2 separate regions of the Anas platyrhynchos genome follow, and region 1 is linked to region 2. Evidence: chromatin contacts called from public Hi-C data. All regions are on one chromosome and are shown on one strand. Each heading gives the region's core, a stretch centred on a gene start, on an enhancer-like site or on the middle of the called end of the contact. The rest is flanking DNA. Distances are from core to core; before and after follow the strand shown.

Evidence for each region. A called contact is a pair of places that touch in the nucleus more often than the background predicts.
Region 1: a contact with region 2 is called in a Hi-C map of subcutaneous adipose tissue, with 4 times the contacts expected there. The contact joins the promoter of PTRHD1 here to the promoter of NCOA1 in region 2. A contact is called at or near these places in 7 of 8 Hi-C or Micro-C datasets (F1 follicle, F5 follicle, liver and 3 more).

What each region holds. Positions count from the first base shown.
Region 1 is chr3:119,294,225-119,297,229 of IASCAAS_PekinDuck_T2T, forward strand. It overlaps PTRHD1 (peptidyl-tRNA hydrolase domain containing 1), which reads right to left and starts at 1,528. Exons shown (of 2, transcript XM_027455463.3): 1 at 1,325-1,528; 2 at 86-445. The coding sequence starts at 1,528. The coding sequence ends at 275. CENPO (centromere protein O) reads left to right here and starts at 1,557. Exons shown (of 7, transcript XM_027455461.3): 1 at 1,557-1,689; 2 at 2,655-2,853. The coding sequence starts at 2,781.
Region 2 is chr3:119,148,124-119,151,004 of IASCAAS_PekinDuck_T2T, forward strand. It overlaps NCOA1 (nuclear receptor coactivator 1), which reads left to right and starts at 1,408. Exons shown (of 22, transcript XM_038177351.2): 1 at 1,408-1,719. It overlaps LOC140002278 (a long non-coding RNA gene), which reads right to left and starts at 1,207. Exons shown (of 3, transcript XR_011808646.1): 1 at 269-1,207; 2 at 1-82.

The sequences.
Region 1 (3,005 bases), core at 278-2,777, 150 kb after region 2:
GACACTAAAATGCTGCCTGCGCTGGCAGAGTGAAGATCTACAAGCACACAGACTGCAAACAGACCCATATAACAGAGTCACAATCTGCACAGACAAATATTTAATCCTCTCCACTAACGAGTTTTACACTTTTTAACCGTTATCCCACAAGGCTGATGAGCGCTAGCAGCGCTCCGGAGACGCAGCAGCTTTATTCCTAGAGCCTGTCGGGGGGCAATCTAAGCTCTGATTCAGGAGGAGAGCTGCCCACGGCCACCCGCAGCCGGAGCAGGGATCACTTCAGCAATTTGAACTTCTTCAGGTGCTGGTGCACTTGGTCCTTGGGGTAGGGTCTGAGCGCCAGGCAGGTGGGAACGTTCTCGGGCTGCTCAGTCCACACTTGGTGGTCGATGCTGTGCTGCTTCAGGGTCTCTGCCAGCACCGTCAGGGCGGCCTCGTCCGGAGCCTGGGGAAGAGAAAAAAAATGCAGTGAAATTTGGGGTGGAAAACGCCTGTAAGAACCACAGAGAAATATTGAATTGTTAAGGTTGGAAATCATCCAAATCATCTGCTCCAACCACCCCCTACCACCAATGTCACCACCAAACCCTGTCCCCAAGCACCACATCCAACGCTCTCCTTGAACACCCCCAGGGACGGGGACTCCACCACCTCCCTGGGCAACCCGTCCCAGTGCCTGGCTGCTCTTTCTGACAGAAATGTCTCCTCATTTCCCACCTGAACCTCCCCTGGCACAACTCGAGGCCATTCCCTCTGCTCCCATCGCTGTTTATCTGTGAGCAGAGGCCGCCCCCAGCTCCCTGCCCCTTCCTTTCAGGTGGTTTTAGGGAGCAACGAGGCCCCCCCTCAGCCTCCTCTGCTCCAGATTAAACACCCTGAGCCCCCTCAGCCTCTCCTCACGGGATTTGTGCCCCACACCCACATTTTTTCCTTTATGTTACCACAGTGACCACCACCAACAGCAAGTTTGGAACCCACACAACCACTACACCCCCAAAACACCCTTTTTTTCCCCAAAAAACTCCTCATCGGGCTACCACAAACCCCTCTCCCCCCCCACGCCCACCGACCCAGCACTGCTGAGGGGAGCCTGGGGGGGTCCCAAAACCGAGCCTGGGGGTCGGGGGGTCCCGGGGGGTCCCCGAGGACCGAGCTTGGGGTCGGGGGATCCCTGAGGGTCCCCGAGGACCGAGTTTTGGGGTCGGGGGGGCCCCCAGGGAGCGCTGCTGAGGGGTGCGGGGGTCCCCCAGGCACCGCCTCAAAATGGCGGCCGCGGCTCCCCCTCAGCGCGGCGGGCGCCCCTTTCCCGACATGCCCCGCGCACCTCCAGCACCACCGTCCTCATGGCGCCGCCCAGCTCCAGGTAGGCGGCCGTGTCCGGGTGGCCGCCGTGAGCGTGGGCGGCCGCCAGGACGGCGTGGCAGGCCTGGGCCACCACCGCGCCCAGCGGCCACGAGCGGGCCAGGTCGCCCCGCAGCACCACGTACTGCACCAGCGCCGCCGCCCCCGCCGCTCCGGGCGCCGCCATGTTGTTGTACGGCAGCGCGCAGGCTCATAGAAGGAAAGGGGGAACATGGCGGCGCGTGCTGGGGGGTAGAGAGCAGAGGGCGCCGCCATTTTGTTGTACGGCAAAAAGAGGAAGGGGAGTGACGTAGTTCCGGTGGGGTCTGAGCGCGGAGTTTGAGCGGGGTGAGAGGGAAAGGGGGGGGGAGGGGGCAGGGGGGGTCCCTTTAACCCCCTAAAACCCCCCCAAAATCCCCTAAAATCCCCCAAAACGCCTCGAGGGGGTGTCACTGGGTTGCCCCTGACTCCTATTTCGCCATCTCTGGGGGTCCCCGGGCCGCCCCGTGTCCCCCTGAGCCCCCCAAATGTCTTGGGGGTACCCCCAGGCCGCCCCCTGCCCCCCCCAAATCGCCTCAGGGGGCGGCCCCGAGTCCCCCTGAGCCCCCCCCCCCAAACCCTTTGGGCTCCCCTTTGTCCCCCTGACGCCCCCAATCCCCTTAATGGGGGTCCCTGGATTGTCCCATGTCCCTCAGACCCCCCCCAAAACCTTTCAGGGGGTGTCCCCTGGCCACCCTGTGTCCCCCTGCCCCCCCCAAATCCCCTCAATGGGGGTCCCTGTGCTGCCCTGTGTCCTCCTGACCACCCCCCAAATCCCTTGGGGGTGTTCCCGGGTTGCCCCATGTCCCCCTGACCCCCACATCCCCATCAGTTGGAGTCCCCAGGACACCCTTTGTCCCACTGACCCCCCCCAAACCTCTTGGGGGGCATCCCCTGGCCACCCTGTGTCCCTCTGACACTCCCAAACCCCTTGATGGGGGTCCCTGGGTCACCTCGTGTCCCCCTGACCCCTCCCAGCCCTCTTTTGGGGGGTGTCCCTGGGATACCCTATACGCCCTTGACCCCCACACCCCCATTACTGGGGCTCTCCAGGCTGCCCTGTGTCTCCCTGACCCCCACATCCCCCCCCATTCCCCTCCCAACCCTTGGGTGTGTACCCCCCCGCCAAATTTGGTGGCCCCAGACCACCCAGCCCCTCTTCATCCCATTAACTCCTGTCACCCCCCTGGGCTTGGGGTGTCGAATCTTGTCCCTGCCTGCGCTCACGGGAGGGTTCCTTATGGGGTTGGGTGGCTTCTAACCGTCCCTTTCAGCCCCCAGGACATCCTCGTGCCCCAATTTCGGAGCCCGACCAGCTCCAGGACTTCTCGGAGCCCCCTTCCAGCAGCGCGAGGAAGAAGAGGCCCCGTGAGGAAGCCGCCTCCCGGGAAGAAGGAGGGATGACGTCTGCGTTCCCACTCTTACCCAAGGCTTGGAGGGAGATGGAGAAAGGGAAATCAAACTCAGAGGACGGTGAGCTGCTGCTGCGGGGGGTGATGTATGCTGTCCTCAAAGTGTGCCCTCGCCCAGGAACACACCATAAAGTGCTTGAGACGAGGACTTTATGCCCTGGCTCGCCCCGCCACGCTGTGTTTCAGGGCAAATTTAGGGTATGGGGACATCAG
Region 2 (2,881 bases), core at 158-2,657:
GGTCGCTACTTCGCTTTGTGTTTTTCTTCAGCGTTTTCCCACTCGTTTCAGTGCTTTCATGGACACGTACAGGCCTGAAATCCTTTAAAAAAAATAAAAAATAAATCATGAATCACTTGCCTAGCTTAAGGTGGACAAAATACATAGCATTTTAGATACAAATAGACCTGCAGATAGCCATTCTGGTATGAATTAGCCCAGAAAAAGTCCTCTTGATGCCCAAATGAGGGAAAACAACGAACACAATCAATGTCCCCTGGCCCTTTACCTTCCAAAGAGTTAATTCAGGCTCAGCCTGCCCATCCTGTTCAGGAGATAATGAGGCAGTTATGAAATGCACGCCTGCACGGGGGTTTTCCCCTTGGGAAGCAGAAAAGCTCCGAGGTAACCGCGTGGGTCCCCCCGAAAAGAAGCCGAAATCCGGATCAGACGTCGATGGGGGTGACTACGCCGGGTGGATTTGCGATCTCGTGTGTTTGACTGGGCCTTTCAAGGCCAATTTGTTTGGTTGTAACAAACGCACTCTTCAAGGCCCCGGGGAATAAAGAGCCCCCACGGAGGAAAACGAGCCACCTGAAGCTCTGGTTTATTTTAACCATTCAGCCCATTGAGTTGTTTTGCCTCGTGACACGGAAGGTGTTTGGGGATTTCGCAGCTCCACAGAGACGATGAATAATGTAACACCGCGCAGCCAGGATGCGAGGGAACAGTTGATGGAGCAATTGCGGCTGTTCCACTTGCAGCACTTTGAGGTGGAAACAGCAGAAAAAAAATGCTTCAGATGAGACTGAGCGCGGGGAGGTCTGCGCGGGGCTGCCTGTCAGCCCGGACCCCTCACTAAACTTTTTATTTCAGTGCCAAGCGAAAATAGAGGTATTTCGGCGCCTCAGAGGAGAGCAAGGCTAACTCAAGACGTAGGGCGGCCATCAGCTCGTCCTTGAAGCAGGGGATGAAGATGGGGAAAGCGAAGCTGGCGGGCGACTCGTGGCACCATGCTGGCGAGCAGGAGGGAGGTGAAAGCCTCCATGGGGCTCTGTGGGGAGTTAACGGAGGATGAGGCTGGGCTGGGAGGGCGTGTGGAGGATGAAGTGGTTGAGCTTTGTGCTACTAAAGACATAAAGATGGTTTGTGGTGGCGGGGCAGACGGAGGTAGCGAAACACCTGAGGCACACACAGAGCGGGGCTCAGCCCCTCAGCGCCATGCCCGCTGCTAAGATGGCGCCCGGCTCCCCCCTCACCCCCTTCCCTCAGCCCAGGGGCGCCTCGGCGCCATGGGGCTGGGGGGGGCGCCAAGATGGCGGCTGAGGGAGGAGGAGGAGGAGGAGGAGGAGGAGAAAGGAGGAGAAGGAGGCGGCTTCCAGCGACGCCACCCCCCTCGTCCTCCATGCCCAGCTCCGCCCCGTCCCGCCGGGAGGGCTGAGCGAGCGGCGGAGCCCCGCAGCCTCCACCGCGCCGCCGAGGCAAGGGGCCCCGGGTGGCCGGGAGCCCCGCGCTAAGCGGGGGGAAGCGGGGCCCCCAGCAACAAGCCAGCCTCCGTTCCCTTCCCTCCATAATTCCTCCTCGTCGTCCTCCTCTCAGCCGAAGAGCCGCAGCCTCCCCTTCCCCGGGGCCGCCCCCGCCGTCTCGGCCGGGGGAGTCGCTGTCGCCTTGAGCGACCGGCGGGGGTGGCGGTGGTGGGGGAAGAGAGAGGCCGGAGGCTGCTGTCAGCCGGGCGGGCAGGTGAGTGGGGGCGGCAAGAGGGAAGGAGGAGGGAGAAGGAGAAGGAGGGAGAAGAAGAAGAAGGGAGGGAGGGAGGCCGGGGCACGCCGCTGCCCCGCCGCGCAGGCGGGGGTGTGTCCGGCTGGAGGCCGGGATTTGGGGTTGAGGGGGGGGGGGGACACAAATTTACACACACACACACTCCAGGGACTGCCCCTTCGGGAGCCTCCCCCCAGGCAGCTGTCATGGCTGGGGGGGGGAGAAGAAGAGGGGGAGGATGGTGGAGGCACGGCCTCCCCCCTGCACACCCCCCCCTACAGGGCTGCTATGGCGGCTGTGGGGGCCGATATACCACAAGGGGGGGGGGGTTGTGAGGCAGCGAGCCTCCCCCCCCCTTTCCCCTTCATCCACCTCCCCCCCTTTCCTTTCTTTTTTGGAAGATTTAATGCTAAAAGTTGAGGAAAATAAAGTGGAGGAGCAGTTTTCGAGCCCTCCTAATTTCCACGTCCCGGGGAAAGATGGCTGAAGGGAAAAGGAGGGCGCCGGCCTCTTTTTTTTTGGGGGGGGGGGGGGGACACGGGGATGGGGGTGAACCTCGGACCCCCCCCTTTGGGGAGGCCTCGGCGGCGCTGCTGGCGGTGACAGCTCTTTGTTCGCCCGCCGCATCCTCCTCAATTCCCCCCCCCCAGCCCCAAATTTCCCAAATTTCCTCCTTTACCCCCCAAAATTGAGGCTGTCCCCCCCCAGAGGCTGGTCTCCCCCCCCCCCCTCCCTCCAGAGGGTTTTTTGGGTGAGGGAGTTGGGCGCCGCCAGGGTTTTTTTGGGGGGGGTTGGGGGAGGCTGGAGGTGGTTCGGAGGTATCAGGGGGGGTTTTGGGGTGATTTCGGGCTGAAACAGGTCTGCTGTGGCGTGCTGGGTTTTGGGGGGAATGGCCGACACCCCCCCCTTAAAGGCAGGCAGTGACTTTGGGTGCCCATCACCCTCTGCCGTGCCCCTCAAACCTCCCCCCCTCGATCGCCTCCCGCAGCAGGTTCCCAAAATCTCTGCTGGGTTTGGGGTCTGGGGGGGGGGTAGGGGGGGGATATTTGACATTCGGCCGTCGGAAATCGGTGGCGGAAAAGCCGTTTCCTTCCGAGGGAGGCTGGCGGAGGCGCCGAGAGCCTCCAGTTTCCTAGGTGCGCTT